Regions from separate parts of the Mus musculus genome. Here regions 1, 2, 3, 4 and 6 are each linked to region 5. Evidence: chromatin contacts called from public Hi-C, Micro-C and promoter capture Hi-C data. All regions are on one chromosome and are shown on one strand. Each heading gives the region's core, a stretch centred on a gene start, on an enhancer-like site or on the middle of the called end of the contact. The rest is flanking DNA. Distances are from core to core; before and after follow the strand shown.

Region 1 (2,700 bases), core at 12-2,511, 530 kb before region 5:
AGGAAGAAAAAATGTAGGCCCATAAGATGGCTCATGATGAAAGGCTTATACTGCCATCATGACAATTTGAGTTCAGTCCTGGGACTCACGTGATAGAAAAAGAGAATTAACCTTTACAGTACAGTGTATACACACATGCCCACATCCACACACATAATAAATCAATGTGATAACTTAAAAATACTGTGGAGCTGGAAAAACAATCCAGCAGTTAAGAGTGCCTGTTGCTTTTACAGAGAACTGGGGTTTGGTTCCTAGCACTCAAATGACTGCTGACAACCATCTGTAACTCCAGTTGCAGAGGATCTGACACCTTCTTCTGGCCTCCAAGGGCAATGCATGTGCATGGTACCAGACATACATGCAGCTGAAACCACCCATACCCATAAAATTTTTTTTAAAAAATCTTTTTAGAATAATTTTTACAAATTCAAATGCTATCTATGTAAAAACAATTTAGTCTCAAATATTTGTTTGAACGTTCCACTTTGTGCAATTCTAGGACCTTCTGTGGGGGTGAATGAGGTGTCAGATGCTAAATCTCTGTGGCCTAACGAAGCTCTTTCTTTCCTATGCTACACATCTACCAGTGGTTCAGAGCTCCAGCCCAGGAGGTGGCATTGGTGGTGGTGGTGGTGGTGGCGGCGGCGGCGGGGGTGAAGAGGAAGACAGTCAACAGGAATCTGAAACTCCAGATCCAAGCGGAGGCTTCCGAGGAACAATGGAAGCAGACCGTGGGATGGAAGGCTTAATCAGTCCCACGGAGGCCGTGGGAAACAGCTGTGGGGCTAGCAGCTCCTGTCCTGGCTGGCTTCGGAAGGTAATGCCCTCAGAACAGATGCTTCAGATAAGCCTGTGACAGGAGCTAGTGAGGGCTGCCAAGGTCTCAGTTTCTAGTGCCCTACTAATTGAGACAGGAGTCAAGGCTTCACTTTCCCACCCGTGAAGACATCTGTGTTTTGTTTTAAAACGGGGTCTCAGTTTGTAGTCCTGGCAGGCTTAGAACTCAAAGAGTTCCACTTGTCTCTGTTTCCCAAGTGCTGGGACTAAAGGCAGCCTGGAAGGAGGCCTCAGTGCCTTGCCGTCAAGCTTCCTGACCAGCAGACAGTGTGTGTAGAATTGTGTTGGGAAATGAACCAGATACAACTTGCTGAACTTGAGCTAGCATCGCTGAAGTTTGGTTCCAGGTTAGGCAATATATGTGGTCAGCCACCATTCTGTACCACTAGAGGGCGCTGCTGTCACAGCAGCGTGAAAGTGAAAGCTACAAAGACCGTGGGAGAAAGGAACTTGCTGCAGCCAAACTGGTGAGATTCTTTCTTGTCTGCCTAGGAGCTGGAAAACGCAGAGTTCATTCCCATGCCTGACAGCCCCGCTCCCTTAAGTGCGGCGTTTTCACAGTCTGAGAAGGACACGCTGCCCTATGAAGAGCTGCAGGGACTCAAGGTCGCATCTGAAGTTCCTCCGGAGCCCCAGCGTGCAGCAGGAGCCTGGGTAACTGACAGTGGCTGTTTGTGCCTGGGCTCTCCTGGCTTCATCATGTCCTCTCACTTTCGGGGCCAGTGCTGCACTGTCCTGGCAGTTGCCGCTCTGCCTTCCAGCACAAGAGGGTCATTTCTTCCTTTCTTCCTCAGGAGTACTAAGCTGAACCATGAATTTCCAAATGGTCTTTTTGTTGTGACGGTTTGTTTCTTTATGGGGCAGGTTCTGTAGCCCAGCCAAGGATGGAGGATGACCTTTAACCTCTGTTACTCCTGCCTCTATCTCCCTCCCAGATGATGATATAGACATGTGCCACACACCCAGTTATGCAGTGTGGGGTCCAGCCCAGGGTTCTCTACATGCTAAGCAAACTCTTCACAGATAGCCACGTTCCTAGGCTCCAAACTCAGTTTTAATGGCACCATGAGTGTTAGCTGAGCTGTATGTAAGAAGCAATGCCTGGAGTCTGCTGAAAGAACAGCATACAGCCAGCCTGGGTAGAAGTGAAACTGTAAATCAGTTCTAAACCAGAGGGCACCACAGATCTAGAGAAGCCACGGCATCGTCACATGACTTTGTGGGCTGTTTAACCCTTTGCAGCTACAGCTCTGACGTCATAGCACAAAGCAGTCACAGATGCAGATTGAGTGTCTCTTGCCCAGATGAGTGGGACCCAGAAGTCTTTCAATCTCACATTTTGGTGTATTTTGGAATATCTGTATATACATAATGCTGTGTAAACATAGCTTAAAGGCCATTTTGTGGTTGGAGGTTATTTTGTGTCATATTTTAATATACCTATTCTGGACTGCAGGCCGTCTATCTCAGGAGCTTAGGTGTGATATTTCCCTCATGGTATCGTGTCAGTGCTCACACAGTGTTGGACTTAGGAGCAAGTAGGCTTTTCAGGCTAGCGGTGTTCAGCCTGTGATACAGAATGGATGAGTCCCCAGCTAGCATTTGCTAACCTGCTATTCATCTCATTTTTATTTAATTATTATTTTGCTTTTGAGGCAGGGTTTCTCTGTGTGACTCTGGCTTCCCTGGAACTCACTCTGTACACAAGGCTGGCCTCAGACTCACAGAGATTCGTCGGCCTCTGCCTCCCAAGTGCTGGGATGAAAGTGTGCATTCCACACCTGGCTCTGACCTGCTAATTTTAAAAGTGTATATGGGAGAAAAATCCCAACTAGAATAACTGAAAGCCTTCCCAGGAGA
Region 2 (2,700 bases), core at 177-2,676, 600 kb after region 5:
CAGACTGGTGTGTGTTGAGGATTTCATCTTGTGTGTGACATGCCTGGCTTCAAGTCCTGGTGACATAATCATGTGTGACTGTAGGCAAATTACCTTGTTCCTGTAAGCCTTATCTAGCTTACCTACAAAATGGGAGTTAAACTATTGGTGCTTGATACAAGGCTTTAAAAAATACAAAGTACTTTGGACACTCTTGACACAGACAAGCCGGCTACATTGTTATTATTAGGGCTACTTAGAGCTTGGCTGCCATGGTGGTCCTTCCAGCTTCCTCTTCTCTTAGGCCTGCACGTTTGCCTCCTGCTTGGCAGGCCAGGGAGTTGTGGGGATTTCTGCAGCAGGAAGCTTATGGGGTGATTCCACCGTTCCCCAAACCAGCCTCTTGTTCAGAGCAAGTCTCCCCTATCATGGTATATGCTGAGTTGATGGGCTCTCCCTGGTGTGCAGGGTAGGAAGAAAAACAGCTTGATCCACCCTCAGATTTAATCTCCCCTGCTACCGCACACACCCATGGGCAAGAGCTTCCATATTCTGGAGCTCCGGACCCAGACTCCGCCTTCTGCCCTCTAAACCCCCAAGCCGGGCACTGAATAGCCATCCCCTGCCTAGGCCCCCTCTGACAGGAACCTGTCTGCACGTGCACCCATGCCTGCCTGCCACGTGGGCCTTCCCCTGTTGCAGGCCCCCAAAGCCCATGCTGTGACTCCCAGGCGACAGGCATCCTGAGTGCCTGTGAGCATCCCTGAGCTTGCAGCTCCCTAGAGGCACGTGGCCTGCTGGGCTTCCCTCTGTCCTGTCTCCTCCCTGCCTTTTTTTTTTCTTCCTCTGCCTTGCTGCGCGCACACACACACACACACACACACACACACACACACACACACGTATTTCTAGTTTTGCCAGGCTTGGGTCTCCCTCGGAGAGGTGGAACTCGAAGTCCCACCCTTCAGCTTCATCATGGAGGCCCCAGGGGATTTTCCATCTCTGGCTGGCTTTCAGTTCTCTGTTGTGAATTGGTCTGGCTACCCAAGGAAGGGGGTTTAAAAAGCATGAGAAAGATTTGTTCAAAGAGGGTCTCCAGCCCTGAGCGCTTGTCCAAATCCTTCCCTTCCTGCTGGTGCTAGGGTGACTCAGTGTCCTCAGTCCGTCTGTCCCTGCGATTTCCACAAATGAAAACAAAGGAGTGCACGGACTTAGAGCTCTCTCGCCGTTCTCCTGGGCTAAAGCTCGCGCTGTCTACCAGGCCCAGGAGCTGAGGAAGGAAATGGTGGAGGAAGTTGCTCCCCTTCTGGGTGCTGGGTGAAAGTGAAAGAAAGGGAGGGGGCCTCCAGTGAGTCAAGCGGCCAGGCTGGCAGGCAGGCAGGCCAGTCCGGGAGGGAGCCCGGGCTGGAGCTGCGGAAACGTGCGGAGCAGCGATAGCACGGAGAGCCTGGGAGGAGAACCGGGGCTCGGTGTGGGCGGGGCTTCTCGTGGGCAGGACTTATGACGCCAGGTCTGTTCTTTGCTGCTGGTTTTCTGGGAACTGCCCCACCTGCTATCATAATCTCTGTGGTATCTGAGCCTACCAGGATCTGCAGATTCATCCTTGCCCACCTCTAGCCTTTCCACCTTAGTGACCCAGGGTCAGAGTCTTGGCAAAGAGGTGGGCTTGTATACCTCCTACTCTTACCAACTTCCCAGAGGGAGACAAACTAACTAAACAAATAAACAAAATTTTATCTGAAGAACAAAAACTTAACAACACAGCAAGCAGCTATGCATGTTGTAAAATACAGGCCTGGATTCTATTCTGTAGCAATGTCAGTGTAACTGTCACTTTAGACATCAGCTTAGAGTGGGGTGGGGAGTCTGGCTCACTTGTTCAACATGTGCTTAGCATGAATAAAGCCCCTATCCCAGCAACACCATCCTCAAAATATGGCAAAGCAAAACAACTGAACACTTTCCATCATAGGCAGTCTCGAGGGCCTGAGGTCTAGAACTCTGCACCGTTCCTATTTGAGTTAGACTCTGCTCTGGCTAGGCACTCTTTAACAGTGGAGGGGACGGCGGTGGTAGCCAGCAACAGCTGCTGACCAGCTACTAGACTAAATTGGGCCCACATCCAGCCAGGGTTGCAAAACAGGTTCTGTGTTAGTTTGAGAAAGATTTCAGCAGCCAGAGCCCCACCCAGCAACTCTTCCCAGGGGTGGGGCCTCACCTACGTGCTTCGGCATAAAAGGCTGCAAGCCTAACTCTATGGGCCCTGTGGGCTTTGCAAGAGCCTGGTGTGACAGAGGATGGGTGGCTATGCTGGGAATAGTCCCTGTCCCCTAACTTGCTCTTCTTTAGGTGGAGGGGAGCAGTGACCTTAGGGGAATTCTTCTGGGTCTGGAGCTATTGTGTAGACAGTCATGTGGGAAGGAACAGACCTGGGCTGCACTGTGCCCCAGCCTAGTTTATAGTTTAATAGGACAAGGTTCTCAGTTTGGCTTTTGCTTTCCCTTTTCCCCGTTTGACTTGGAGCTTAGGCAACATGTCAGCCCCACTTGGCCCCTTGGTCTGTGTCTTTAGAGGGTTCCGAGTTACACAACCAAATGCAGCAGACGAGAGTCTAGCCAGGAGGTGGTGGGACAGGAAGAGCGAGGACACCTGATCCTGCTGTCTTGCTGGCAGCTGCCCCATGATCCCTGGCCCCCATGAGTGACTTGAGGCAGGGGGACA
Region 3 (2,700 bases), core at 91-2,590, 570 kb before region 5:
TAATGGGAAGAGGCATGTGGGATTTATACAGGCTCACCTGTTGGAGATGTTTGTGTAAACTTTCACAAATAAAAGCTAGCAGAAACCATTTGAGGTGTATTTGTCTGTTAATCTTTAGTGCCCCTTTGTCTGGGTGAGCAAGGATTCCTCTATAATTGTTGTTTTTTAAAGCACAGGGAGTGAAAACAGATAAATTAAAGAAAAAAAAAGTCACTGATTTACTGCAGGGCACTTAAGCAAAAGGATGTTTTAATCATTATGCTAATGAAAGAAATCTTGAGCAGATTTCCTCAGAAGGCTAGAGCTTTGAGAGCCAGTAAGATGGCTCTGTGGATAAAGGTTTTGCCATGCAAATCAGGCAACTTGAATTCAATCGGCACACACACACACACACACACACACACACACACACACACACACACACAAAACAGAGCCCTAATCACCTACTCCTTTGCTTTAGTTTCCCACTGTCCACAGGAAACACCAAACTGTACAACATACAAAGTGTACTTCCTGCTTCTGCCCAACAAGTGTAATGGCGCCAGTCCCATAACCTTAGTTTCATCACGCCCTGCCCTTTCCTAATTCTGGGGCCAGACTGCAGGGTTTGCCTCTCAAGTTCCTCCTAACTAGCTGTATCACCTAAAACAATCCCCACCCCACCCCCAACAGACACATAAACATTGTTTTCATGGCGCTCTGAGGATCTGGGGCCATAATATCATTAAAAAAAAAAAAAAAAAGAAAAGAAAAGAAAAACAAAACCCTTTAGCATTGTCCCAACTTAGGCAACCCTGTGGTGGTCATAGTCCTGCAACTTTATAGACTTAATGAAGAAGGAAAAGGAGGAAAAGGAGGAAAAGGAGGAGGAGGAAGAGGAGGAGGAGGAGGAAGAGGAGGAGGAGGAGGAGAGGAGGAGGAGGAGGAAGGAAGAAGGAATTGTTAAAGTTGTCAGAAGTCTAATGTTTTAGCTTGCTCCATTATCTTTGCTACACTATCGCTACAAAAAAAAAAAAAAAAAAAAAAAAAAAAAGGAGCCCTGCCCAACAAGCCAAGTGACAGCTAACACAGTCACAGCTCCTGGGACAAACGTGTCGCCAGGATTAGCCTGGACCACCTCCAAAATGTGACGCAGTCTGGAAAGCTGGTAGGGGGTTGTAGGGAAGCGGTCTGCAAACCCGCCGTGTGGTCACTCTTCCGCTTCCACGACACTCGCGGGTGTGAAGGCCAGCGACGCCCAAGGTGTGCGGGACGCATCTGCAACAAGTGGGCACGCGAAAGGCGGAGGGAAAACCTCGGCGAGCCGGAAACACTAAGAACCGCTTCCGGGTCAGGGGGCAGGAGCCACCATGGAAGCTCCCTGGGCCGCGGGGCCACCTAAGCCGCTGCCTGGCGTCTGAGGCCATTGAGGCGCTAAGCGGCCGGCCCTGCCCGCCGTGGATACGCGGGCGGCTCCCGGCGAGCTGCGGCCTCCGCCGCCATGTCGGTGCTGGGCGAGTACGAGCGACACTGCGATTCCATCAACTCGGACTTCGGAAGCGAGTCCGGGGGTGGCGGGGACTCGGGCCCGGGCCCCAGCGCTGTCCCAGGGCCGCGAGCCGGCGGCGGGGCGGCGGAGCAGGAGGAGCTGCACTACATCCCCATCCGCGTTCTGGGCCGCGGTGCCTTTGGGGAGGCCACGCTGTACCGCCGCACCGAGGTAGCGGCCCTCGGCTCCGGCCGCTGCCGGGCCTCCCCGCGCCCTCCTTCCCGGCCCCGCTTTCCAGTGCTGCTTGCCCCTGGCCCTCTATGGTCAGGCGTCCCTTGGGGTTTAGGTCTCGGGAACCCCACCGTGCTTTCGCTTCCCCTGCTGTAGGACATTGGTTTAATCACCGCTGTCACTGAGCGAGTCATTGAGCGGTCTTTTGCATTTTAGTTTTCCCATTTGTTAATTGGACTTAGCGATAACAACCTCGCCCCCCCCCCCAAAAAAAAAACCTTTACTTTTTTAAAGGTTATTTTGAGGTCCAAACGAAGGTGCTTTGCACATTGGGAACAATATAAAAAGCTTACTTGCTCTTTGGGAACAGTCTGTAAAAGCTTACTTCCTTTCGTATAGCTGTTGAAGGGCGGGATGGGGAGTTGGTGTGTACTTCCAAATAGCCACACTGGCAGCTACAACACACTGCTAGCCCTGTAGGCTTTGTTTTCTTGTTTTTGTTTTTGTTTTTTTCATAAATGATCACTCGGAGGATTTCCTTGATCACCAGAAAGATCATTGTTTGTTTGTTTGTTTTCTTGCTTTTCCTTCAGTGATTGTATAAGACAAATACTTTATTGGTGGAGTTGAGTCTGGAGAAACAAGGACCCCTTTCTTTGAGAACCCAAGGAAGCTAAGTCATTTTTCCCACCTTCTTGCATAAGGTCACAATGGAGAGACCCATGAGTTACTGAATCCAAAATTAAGAATGTGTACTGATTTAAAACCCTGTAGTGAGTCTACCTCCAAAAGTTAACCATAACTTGAGTCTAATCACCACAGCCTTAAAACTCTAGCTTTAGGGTAAACATTTAATGAGAACTTGCTGAGGTTGCAAAAGGTGATTCATGCACTTGCAATTCTAGTGTCTGCTCCCAGCCAGAACTTTTTGTGCTGGGGATAAAACGGGCTTTGCCAGTGCTCAGAAGGCATTCCACTACTGAGCCATACCTCCAGCGTCC
Region 4 (2,700 bases), core at 64-2,563, 700 kb before region 5:
CAGAATCGCTGCTCACCTGCTCTACTTTGCCCCTTCTGCCGATGCTCTGCGCTCTGCCTCCTGACACGGTCTTCACCATTCCCGCTCTGGCGTAAGCCCCAGCAGACTGGGTGGGGAGTCCGTAAGGATGGGGCGCTCTGGTCTGCGATGGGGCCACGGAGGAGACCAGAGTGGGCTGCACCAGCCACTGCAGGTCTGGGCTGGTGGAGATGGCTGTCACCGTGGGGATAAAGTTGGCACTAGAGACGGACAGATCTGCGCAAAAGTCCTGAAACAAAACAAAAAGAGGAAAGCGGAGGTGAGCGAGGAGGTTCCAGACACAGGTGGAGCAAGTGGCCCTAGTGTCGCATGAAGCAGGGAGAGAGAAGCATTCCGGTCAGAGACTGCTTATGTCTTCCTGTATGCACCTCATCGGAGATAAAAGCTCTCCCAATATCCTCCCTTGAATTCCGCAGCGCAGCCTTTCTCCTCCATCCTACTGCTGCGTTCCCGTTATCCCTTCGGCATCACTCGCTCGAAAGGGGGTTTGTTATAAATATCCCTGACGTCTGCGCTGACGCAGGCGCTGCTCCGGAGTCTCCAGAATGAACTCGCTTTTTATCAATGAAACTGCCTTACACACCCGCCCGCAGCACCCTCCTCCCTCCTCCCTCCTCCCTGCTCCAGGCTGCCCCGGGAGGGGGGATTGCCGCGGTTTGCCGCCTCCCAAACTCTAGTTAGCGACTCTTTGCTCGAGACTTGTTGGCCCCGGCTGATCTCAGAAACAAGTCGGCCGAGAGAAGAATGCAGGCAGGCCACTCAGAATAAACCTGCCGCGCGGGAAGGGGTCACTAAGTCTTACTATGACAAGTGTGCACGCGCTCAGACAAGTCCTGGGTTCCCAGGCTAAGGCTGCTCTGACCGCGCCAGTCTCCCTCCAGAGCGAAAAAGGAAGACCCCCCCGCCCCTGCGAGTCACACCCCAGTGTCTCCTCCACGGCGACCCTCAGCGCGGACCTGGCGGCTACACAAAGCCAAACTCACCTGTGTGTTGACAGGAGAGCCCATGCTGGAGAAGGAGTCGGCTGGGGAATGGTAGTAGGAAAGGCTGTCCCCGGCCGGGGAGGCGCTACTGCAGCGGGAGGATGACGCCTCGTAGTCGGCGTTGAAACCCGAGAACATCATGGTCGAAGTTTGGGGAAAGCCCGGCAAGGGGTCCAGGGGTAGACACTGGTGGGAGCTGCAGAGCAGAGCTGGGTGGGAGCGCGGTCACTGCTCGTTCGCGGAACCGCCGGCTCTATCCAGTCTTCTCAGTTGCTCGCTGCAGTCGCGGTTGGAGTAGTAGGCGCCTCAGCTGGCGCCTTTATAGAAGCGCTGTGAATGGATGGACTTCCTACGTCACTGGGCGGAACTGGAAGGGGGGGGAAGCGCGCCCCAAGGCCCTCTGCGGGCGCTCTGTCGTCAACTCTACGCCCCAGGCTTTCAACCCCCGTCTTGGCATACATCTTTCACCTATGAGTGTTCACATTTGGGATCTTAGGGGGTCTCCTAGACCTTCCGCGTGTAGGATTTCGGAGATGGTCCCCCCCCCAGAACAACAGGGACCGGCCGTGGAAACCTGCTGACGCAGATGTCCTAATATGGACATCCTGTGTAAAGGAGGGAGGGATTGACGGGAACAGCTCGCCGGCTGCAGCCAACTCTGAGGGTGCAGCGCAGGGGGGGAACCGGGGCCGCGGCCGGGGGAGGGGAGGCGGGAAAGGCAGAGAAGGCGAGCGAACATTCGCACCTGATTCAATGTGGACCCGGTTCCCAGGGTCAAGGGATGAGACCCGGGTCATTGTCCAGCAATCTGGAACTTTTTTTTTTTTTTTGAGTCTCTGGTATTAGGAGAAGCAAGTACGCAGCCTTAAAGGCTCGAAGCCTCTGTTCCTAAAGGAAAGCTTGCCCACATCAGCCCCCCATCCCAAATCAGTGCAGAGAAGAAAAAGGGGGGGTCAGCTTCTCAGCCCCTCTCTCCAGCTCCTTGCCTGGAGAAACTTTAGGACTGAGGTTGGAAGCAGCAAGTGAAGGATTGTAAATAAGTGTACAATAACCTGATTTAACTACAGTACTGGGTTCATTCATAAATTCGTGTTTTAAAGGACGGCAGCACCTACTCCCCGACCCTTAGCCACTTAGAGCTATCAAGGCGACAGTCCCCGTTGACACTGACGGATAAACATTGTGCAAAACCACCCTACAAGTATGCCTGAAGGGGTCGTATGTTTAGTTTTGAGCTGAGACCAGAGGGCGAGTCGGGGCAGGGGGGGAGCTCAGAATTACAAAGTGAGGTGAGCTCGGGGGGGGGGGGGGAGGAGAAAGCAAGTCGGTGCTGGGGAGATGGGGGTCTGAATACGTGCAGCCTGGAAACTGCGCTTACAAGGAACCCGCCTGCAGCGGGTGATTTTCCAGATCGGACTTGGGAAGGGGGGTGGGGGCGCAGAGGGGACGGGAAGAAAGGTTCCCAGCTGTGCCGAGATTTTGGCGTCTGGGACCTGAGAACAGCTTTGAGTCTTGGAAGATGGAACTTTGAAGAGGTCAGGTGCTTCAGTGTAGAACAAACACACCCCTACTTGCCCTCGGCCTCCTGTCCTTCCGCAGAGGACAAGCCGGGTTAGACTGACTGGGCCGGTCACCTCTGGGATAGGAAACCGCAGATCCTCGCAGAACTCATGTGTCC
Region 5 (2,700 bases), core at 4-2,503:
AGGGCTCGGACTGAAACTAGTCCAGCCTTTTTCTTAGGGTGGAACCTTGGTGTATATATATATTTTAAACACTTATTTATTCATTTATTTTATGTGAGTATACCGTTGCTCTCCCCAGACACACCAGAAGAAGGCATCAAATCTCACTACAGATAGTTGTGAGCCACTATGTGGTTGCTGGAAACTGAACTTAGGTCCTGTGAAAGAGCAGCCAGTGCTCTTAACCGCTGAGCCATCTCTCCAGCCCTAGTTCAGCCTTTCTCAACTTGACTACCTAACGGACGCTAAGTCAATGTTCTTCCTTATTTTTAAACAAGAGGACAAATCTTTGCTGTATCCTCACAGAACGGAGAGGGTGGTAGTGTTAAGCAGACTTAGACGCTTGGAAGTTTGGAATAAATTGGGGCCACTTTTATCCTCTGATACAGCCTCTAGCGACCCATCCGTCCTCCTTGCCTGTCGTCGGGGTTAATAACTGTATCCAGTGAAAATTTGTATTGGAATCCGGAGCATCCACCTCCCTCTACTTGCAGCCTGAGGAATTCTGACCCTTCGGTGATTTCCAGAAGCCTCTGAAATTCAGGAAAGAGGATCAAGAATGCCAAGCAAGCGGAGATAACGGGACGGGTGACTAGGAAGTCTTCTAGAGCCCTCCTGGGCACCGCCGCCCCGCGTCCGACCTCCTACCTGGACGCAGCTGTCTGTGAGGCGGATCTGTCCCTCGCCAGCCTCTGGAATGGAAGATGTTGTTTCCCAGCGGGTCAAAAGCCTGGGAAAGACGGCGAGGAGCCTGCGATGTAAAGAAGGGAGACGAACCCGGGAAATGGCACCAGATGACCCTCTATGGACACCTCGTACCCAAATCTGGGGACACTTTCTTCTGAACTGCCAAGCCTTCACCCCACACCCCACCCCGCGTGAGATTTAGCCTCCCATCTATCCTGAAGACGCAGAACCCAACACCCTTCCTAAGTGACGTTCCACCCTCGATACCTTCCCGAGCGCCTAGGAATGACAGCCCTGACCGCCTCGGCAGTTAGGGACAAGGCCCTGGAGGCCGCCATCTTACTCCGCAAGCTCCGCCCCTAGCATGGTCCAAATCCCCGCCTAGCCTGGGCTTCCGGAGGAGGGGAGAAGGGGGCGGGGCTGCATCGAGCCTCCGCCCCCAAGCGTGCCTATTGGGTATAGCGAGATAAGAGGGCTTTGATTGACAGAGAACGCTTCCACTTGCCGAAGTGGGTCGGTACCAATAGAGCGGGGCGAACGCAAAGAGCGAGTTCTCCGTAGGCCCTGCCTGGAAGCGGAAGAGATGGGCGGAGATAAAGGGCGAGCTGCAGGCCAGGCGGCCCCGGAGCCCAGGGCGGGGCGCGGGCGGGCCTTCGCTGGTTACTGCTCACAAGTGGCCTGATCTGGCTCCACCCTCGGTCCGGGACAAGTTTATCTTGTGACTGCTCGGGCTGCTTTTCCTTCCTAGATTGCAGAGCTTTCATATCCACGATGCGTTTTCTGGCCGCCACGATCCTGCTGCTGGCGCTGGTCGCTGCCAGCCAGGCGGAGCCCCTGCACTTCAAGGACTGCGGTGAGCCCTGAGCCCACTCGAGGAGACCCCCGGGGGTGGATTGGGCGGGTTGCTGGAACGTGGAATTGACTAGGTTGGGACCGAAGGTACTAGTCTTGATGAAACTTAACCCCTCCGCACAACTTTGTTTCTCCTTGCATTTCGTGTTTTGGGATAATCTAAAACACTCACAAGGCGAACCGTGTGCTGAAGTTCACTAAAGTTTCTTGGGTGAACATCAAGCGGGCATATATTGCAGCGCTCAAGGGCTTTGAGATTTCAATGGACGGAGGAGGATTGCGAATTTAAGACTAGCCTGGATTTATTGAACCCTGTCTGAAAAAAGTAAACAAATAAAAGCAAAAAATAAAACAATAGGATAGACAGCAGGTCTGCATCCAACACGGATTGAAGGAATAGGCACGGGACTTATTTTGATTTATGCCTTGTATCGTCACTGGCCTTTCTCCCTTTGTTCGTTTGAAGTTTGGTTGGGAGCGGGCTGAGGCAGCCTCACTCTGTAGCCCAGTTTGGCCTTCCAAATCCCTGTCAATCCTGCTCTGGTCTTAGAAGTACCATCCACCTCCCCTCCCCACCCCACCCCCACTAACGAGACAAAAGCTAGTTCTCCTTCTCATAACATTCATTTACAAAGTAGGGTTTCCATTGTTCTAATGAATTTCATGATTCTTGATCCTTGTCTCCTATAAAATTCGTATTTCTAGTGACATCATGTGATGCCTCCCTCCCAACGCTGCCCCTGGACTCTTTATTGGAAAATATAATAGAGGGTAGAAATTCTGAGTTTGTCCAGTCAAGCCTGTACACTTAGTTGTGGGAGCAGTGCAGGGGCCCGGGGTGGAAAAGGCAGCAGTGATGGTCGAAAGACAAACTGATTTTGTAAAATATTTGAGCAGGGGGAAACAGACCATAATGAAGCAGTAAGTTAAAGAGTTATTAGGACTGGAGAGATGGCTTAGTGGTTAAGGGGAACTACTATTCCGGAGGGTTAGAGTTCAATTCCCACATCAGGTTATACCTGCTTATACCCCAACTCTGGGCCTTCTCAGCTACCTACCTGCACTCCCAGGCAGACACACACACACCCCTAACTAAGGAGGTAGAGGTGGGAGTGGGAGGTG
Region 6 (2,700 bases), core at 62-2,561, 600 kb before region 5:
GTATTCCCATTGTTTGGTGCTCAGTTTATTGAGCAGAAAGGATGTACCTCAATAAACACATTAGACATAATGATTGTAGTCTCTCTAGCACGTAGTAGGTAATCAAGACTTACTAACGGATGGATGAACAATTCCTATACAAATCAGTTTACTACAAAAGAGCAGGGCAGTGGTGCATGCCTTTAAAACCAGCACTCAGAAGGCAGAGGCAGGTGAATCTCTGTGTGTTCGAGGCCAGCTTGGTCTCTAGAGTTCTAGGAGAGCCAGGGCTACACAAAGAACCCTGTCTCAAAAAACCAAACCACCGGGGCAGTGGTGGCACACGCCTTTAACCCCAATACTTGAGAGGCAGAGGCAGGTGGATTTCTGAGTTTAAGGCCAGCCTCGTCTACAGAGTGAGCTCCAGGGCAGCCAGGGCTATACAGAGAAACCCTATCTCGAAAAACAGAAACAAATAAAACAAAACACACACAAAAGAAAGAAAGAAAAGAAACAAACAAACAAACAAAAAAAATCCAAAGAAACAAACCAAACCAACAACAAAACCAAAAAGACCTATCGGAGGTACAGAACATGCTTTCGAAACACGCCGTTTCTTCCCCTTGACAACACTCATCTGGTAAAATAATATTTTATGCTCATCACTGACTGGACCAAAACAAAAATTTAAATGTTGGTTTGAGTGCAGTTTATCGCAGAAGACTATTGATGTGTCTTAAATAAATAAGTGCGTTGGGAACACCCAACTTGCATTAACTGGATACCTGCCAATCCACATTCACCCGCTGACCTCTACGCACTCTCCTCTGAGTTAGCAACCCACACTCACTAAAAGCCAAATTAAAATTTTCTCTTATGTTTTCCCTCTTCAGTGCTCCACTGTCCCAACACCCTTTGGAGTAAGCGTTAGGACACCGAAATTCCTCTGGTGCCTTAGCCCCGAGTCTACGCAGCTGGTGGGCGGGCTCAGAGAAGGCCTTGTGGCTGTTTCTTATTGGGGGCTGGTTGCTATGGTGTCGTCGATTTTAAAAACTCGCATGAACCGCTTCCGGGGGCTTAAAACAATTACTTCCGAGGCTGCCCATACTTACTATGGCTCACTCGGAAGTATTTCACCACCATTAAAAAATAAAACGTGTACGAAAAACTCCTGGGGACTTCTCTATAGACCCTTAAACTCGTAGTTATGACATACTACCAAATCTTTGCTTCCTCTTAGAAGTTATTTGCTTTACATTCCTTTTCTGTTTAGCCAATCTCCAAAATGGCGCGGACGGCCTCGCCAGGGCAGAGGCGCGTCACGTGGGTGCTCCCGGTTCCGGCGCGCTAGAGGCCCCGGGTGGTGAACGAGGCTCCGGCACCATGTCTGGTTTGTTTGGCCCACTCTCCCGGCCTGGCCCTCTCCCGTCCGCCTGGCTCTTTCTGTTGCTGCTCGGCCCCAGCTCGGTCCTCGGCATCTCCTTCCATCTGCCCGTGAACTCTCGCAAGTGTCTCCGAGAGGAGATCCACAAGGACCTGCTGGTGACGGGCGCCTACGAGATCACCGACCAGTCTGGGGGCGCTGGCGGCCTGCGCACCCACCTCAAGGTGCGGCGGCGGGGCGCGGCGGTGGGCGGCAGGAAGGCAGGCGTAGTCCGGGGAAGGCCGAGGTAGGGGGAGGCCGGCGGGCCGGCGAGCGGGCGGAGGCTGGGGCATGGCCTGGCCTCCCCCCAACCTCATCCCTGAACGCTAAGTCTGCGCGGTGGGGACCGCCCCTTCACCCCGCGCGTTGGGGTTCGCGGGGCGGGGCCGCGCGCCAAAGTCGGGGCCCTTGGAAGGGCAGAGTTCTGCCTTGGCGGACCTAGAGTCCGGAGACCTAGGGCTGTTTCCACTTCGGGCTGTCATCGGGGTTCTGTGTCTTGTGAAGTCTCAGGAATCGAGGAATTAACGTGATTTTCCTGAGCAATGTTTCGAGGATCAATGGGGGGTTGGCATCATAAGATACCTCAACACCTACCGAATAAAGCAGACAATAACGTTGGCTGTGACTGATAAAATGTGTTGTTCATTAGGCACCTGAAGCGTCACTTCCTGTGCCACTTAAAGTTGTGCGTTTAGTTCAAACACTACCCTATGGAACCATGGGCCTCGTTATATAGACTCAGAAACTGAGGCTCAAGTAGGGTGAACAATCGTTGGAGATGGATTTGACCAGCTAAGTGTATTGATGGAAAAGTGCTAAAACCTTCCTTTTGCTTATTTGTGATTCCTGGGATTTATTATTGATCACAAGATGGTCATAGTCTCTAGTCCCTTCTTTTAGTTACACCAGGGTCACCTAGATCCCTGTATGCTGACAGCTACTTTACTTAATGCCATTTGGTCCCAGTTTTCAGTGGAGTTTTGCTTGACTAGATTTTTGAGTTGTTAATAGTGGAGTTGGTTGTGTTCTGAATAGTTGTGTTCATTCACAATAAGCACTAGTTATTTTGTTGTTGTTTCTTTTTAACAGAAGGAAAACGTCACATTCTTAAGCCAAATAGAAACAGTTTATTTAAGTTTTTTTTTTTTTTTTTTTTTAATTTTGGCTGCATGTATGTATGTATACCTGGTGGGTGCCTAGAGCCCATGGAGGCCAGAAGAGGGCATCAAGTTTTCTAGATTGGACGTTCAAGATGGTTATGAGCCACCATATGGGTGCTGGGACCCCAGCTTGGGTCT

What was found. Promoter capture Hi-C pulls out the DNA fragments that hold promoters and counts their contacts. A called contact is a pair of places that touch in the nucleus more often than the background predicts.
Region 1: a contact with region 5 is called in a Hi-C map of B cells, with 2.0 times the contacts expected there. The contact joins the enhancer-like site here to the promoter of Npc2 in region 5. A contact is called at or near these places in 4 of 39 promoter capture datasets (the 3T3-L1 cell line, 3T3-L1-derived adipocytes, hippocampal neurons and 1 more), 8 of 484 Hi-C or Micro-C datasets (B cells, the G1E-ER4 cell line, the N1E-115 cell line and 5 more), 5 of 115 datasets of contacts at active chromatin or transcription factors (the SCID.adh cell line, T-cell acute lymphoblastic leukemia, astrocytes and 2 more) and 1 of 9 other capture datasets (adipose tissue).
Region 2: a Hi-C map of CD4 T cells shows a contact between it and region 5, with 4 times the contacts expected there. The contact joins the enhancer-like site here to the promoter of Npc2 in region 5. A contact is called at or near these places in 1 of 39 promoter capture datasets (liver), 1 of 484 Hi-C or Micro-C datasets (CD4 T cells) and 2 of 115 datasets of contacts at active chromatin or transcription factors (bone marrow-derived dendritic cells and effector CD8 T cells).
Region 3: a contact with region 5 is called in a promoter capture Hi-C map of liver, with 2.2 times the contacts expected there. The contact joins the promoter of Nek9 here to the promoter of Npc2 in region 5. A contact is called at or near these places in 10 of 39 promoter capture datasets (the 3T3-L1 cell line, 3T3-L1-derived adipocytes, frontonasal cranial neural crest and 5 more) and 2 of 115 datasets of contacts at active chromatin or transcription factors (bone marrow-derived dendritic cells and memory CD8 T cells).
Region 4: a Micro-C map of embryonic stem cells shows a contact between it and region 5, with 4 times the contacts expected there. The contact joins the promoter of Fos here to the promoter of Npc2 in region 5. A contact is called at or near these places in 1 of 39 promoter capture datasets (pre-B cells), 3 of 484 Hi-C or Micro-C datasets (CD4 T cells, Th1 cells and embryonic stem cells) and 2 of 115 datasets of contacts at active chromatin or transcription factors (bone marrow-derived dendritic cells and extraembryonic endoderm stem cells).
Region 6: a promoter capture Hi-C map of pre-B cells shows a contact between it and region 5, with 2.2 times the contacts expected there. The contact joins the promoter of Tmed10 here to the promoter of Npc2 in region 5. A contact is called at or near these places in 1 of 39 promoter capture datasets (pre-B cells) and 2 of 115 datasets of contacts at active chromatin or transcription factors (the SCID.adh cell line and bone marrow-derived dendritic cells).

Annotation. Positions count from the first base shown.
Region 1 is chr12:85,304,257-85,306,956 of GRCm38.p6, reverse strand. It overlaps Nek9 (NIMA (never in mitosis gene a)-related expressed kinase 9), which reads left to right. Exons shown (of 22, transcript NM_145138.2): 19 at 591-820; 20 at 1,333-1,494. Among named protein-coding and RNA genes, the nearest start is that of Zc2hc1c, 17 kb to the right of the region's middle. Within about 2 kb of position 1,261, at least 107 of the 459 cell types and tissues checked have an H3K27ac peak or open chromatin away from gene starts, as enhancers often do. A contact at or near this core is called in B cells, the G1E-ER4 cell line, the SCID.adh cell line and 6 more, where this site is marked.
Region 2 is chr12:84,174,482-84,177,181 of GRCm38.p6, reverse strand. All of the region lies in intron 1 of Mideas (mitotic deacetylase associated SANT domain protein), which reads left to right. Among named protein-coding and RNA genes, the nearest start is that of Gm40475, 13 kb to the right of the region's middle. RefSeq lists an enhancer at 439-1,491. Within about 2 kb of position 1,426, at least 414 of the 459 cell types and tissues checked have an H3K27ac peak or open chromatin away from gene starts, as enhancers often do. A contact at or near this core is called in effector CD8 T cells and liver, where this site is marked.
Region 3 is chr12:85,338,002-85,340,701 of GRCm38.p6, reverse strand. Nek9 (NIMA (never in mitosis gene a)-related expressed kinase 9) reads left to right here and starts at 1,340. Exons shown (of 22, transcript NM_145138.2): 1 at 1,340-1,699. The coding sequence starts at 1,481. Tmed10 (transmembrane p24 trafficking protein 10) reads left to right here. Exons shown (of 5, transcript NM_026775.4): 5 at 1-88.
Region 4 is chr12:85,472,503-85,475,202 of GRCm38.p6, reverse strand. Fos (FBJ osteosarcoma oncogene) reads right to left here and starts at 1,313. Exons shown (of 4, transcript NM_010234.3): 1 at 1,023-1,313; 2 at 17-268. The coding sequence starts at 1,163.
Region 5 is chr12:84,771,665-84,774,364 of GRCm38.p6, reverse strand. Npc2 (NPC intracellular cholesterol transporter 2) reads left to right here and starts at 1,253. Exons shown (of 4, transcript NM_023409.4): 1 at 1,253-1,579. The coding sequence starts at 1,498. It overlaps Isca2 (iron-sulfur cluster assembly 2), which reads right to left and starts at 1,095. Exons shown (of 4, transcript NM_028863.1): 1 at 994-1,095; 2 at 688-790; 3 at 457-572. The coding sequence starts at 1,064.
Region 6 is chr12:85,373,328-85,376,027 of GRCm38.p6, reverse strand. It overlaps Tmed10 (transmembrane p24 trafficking protein 10), which reads left to right and starts at 1,311. Exons shown (of 5, transcript NM_026775.4): 1 at 1,311-1,587. The coding sequence starts at 1,363.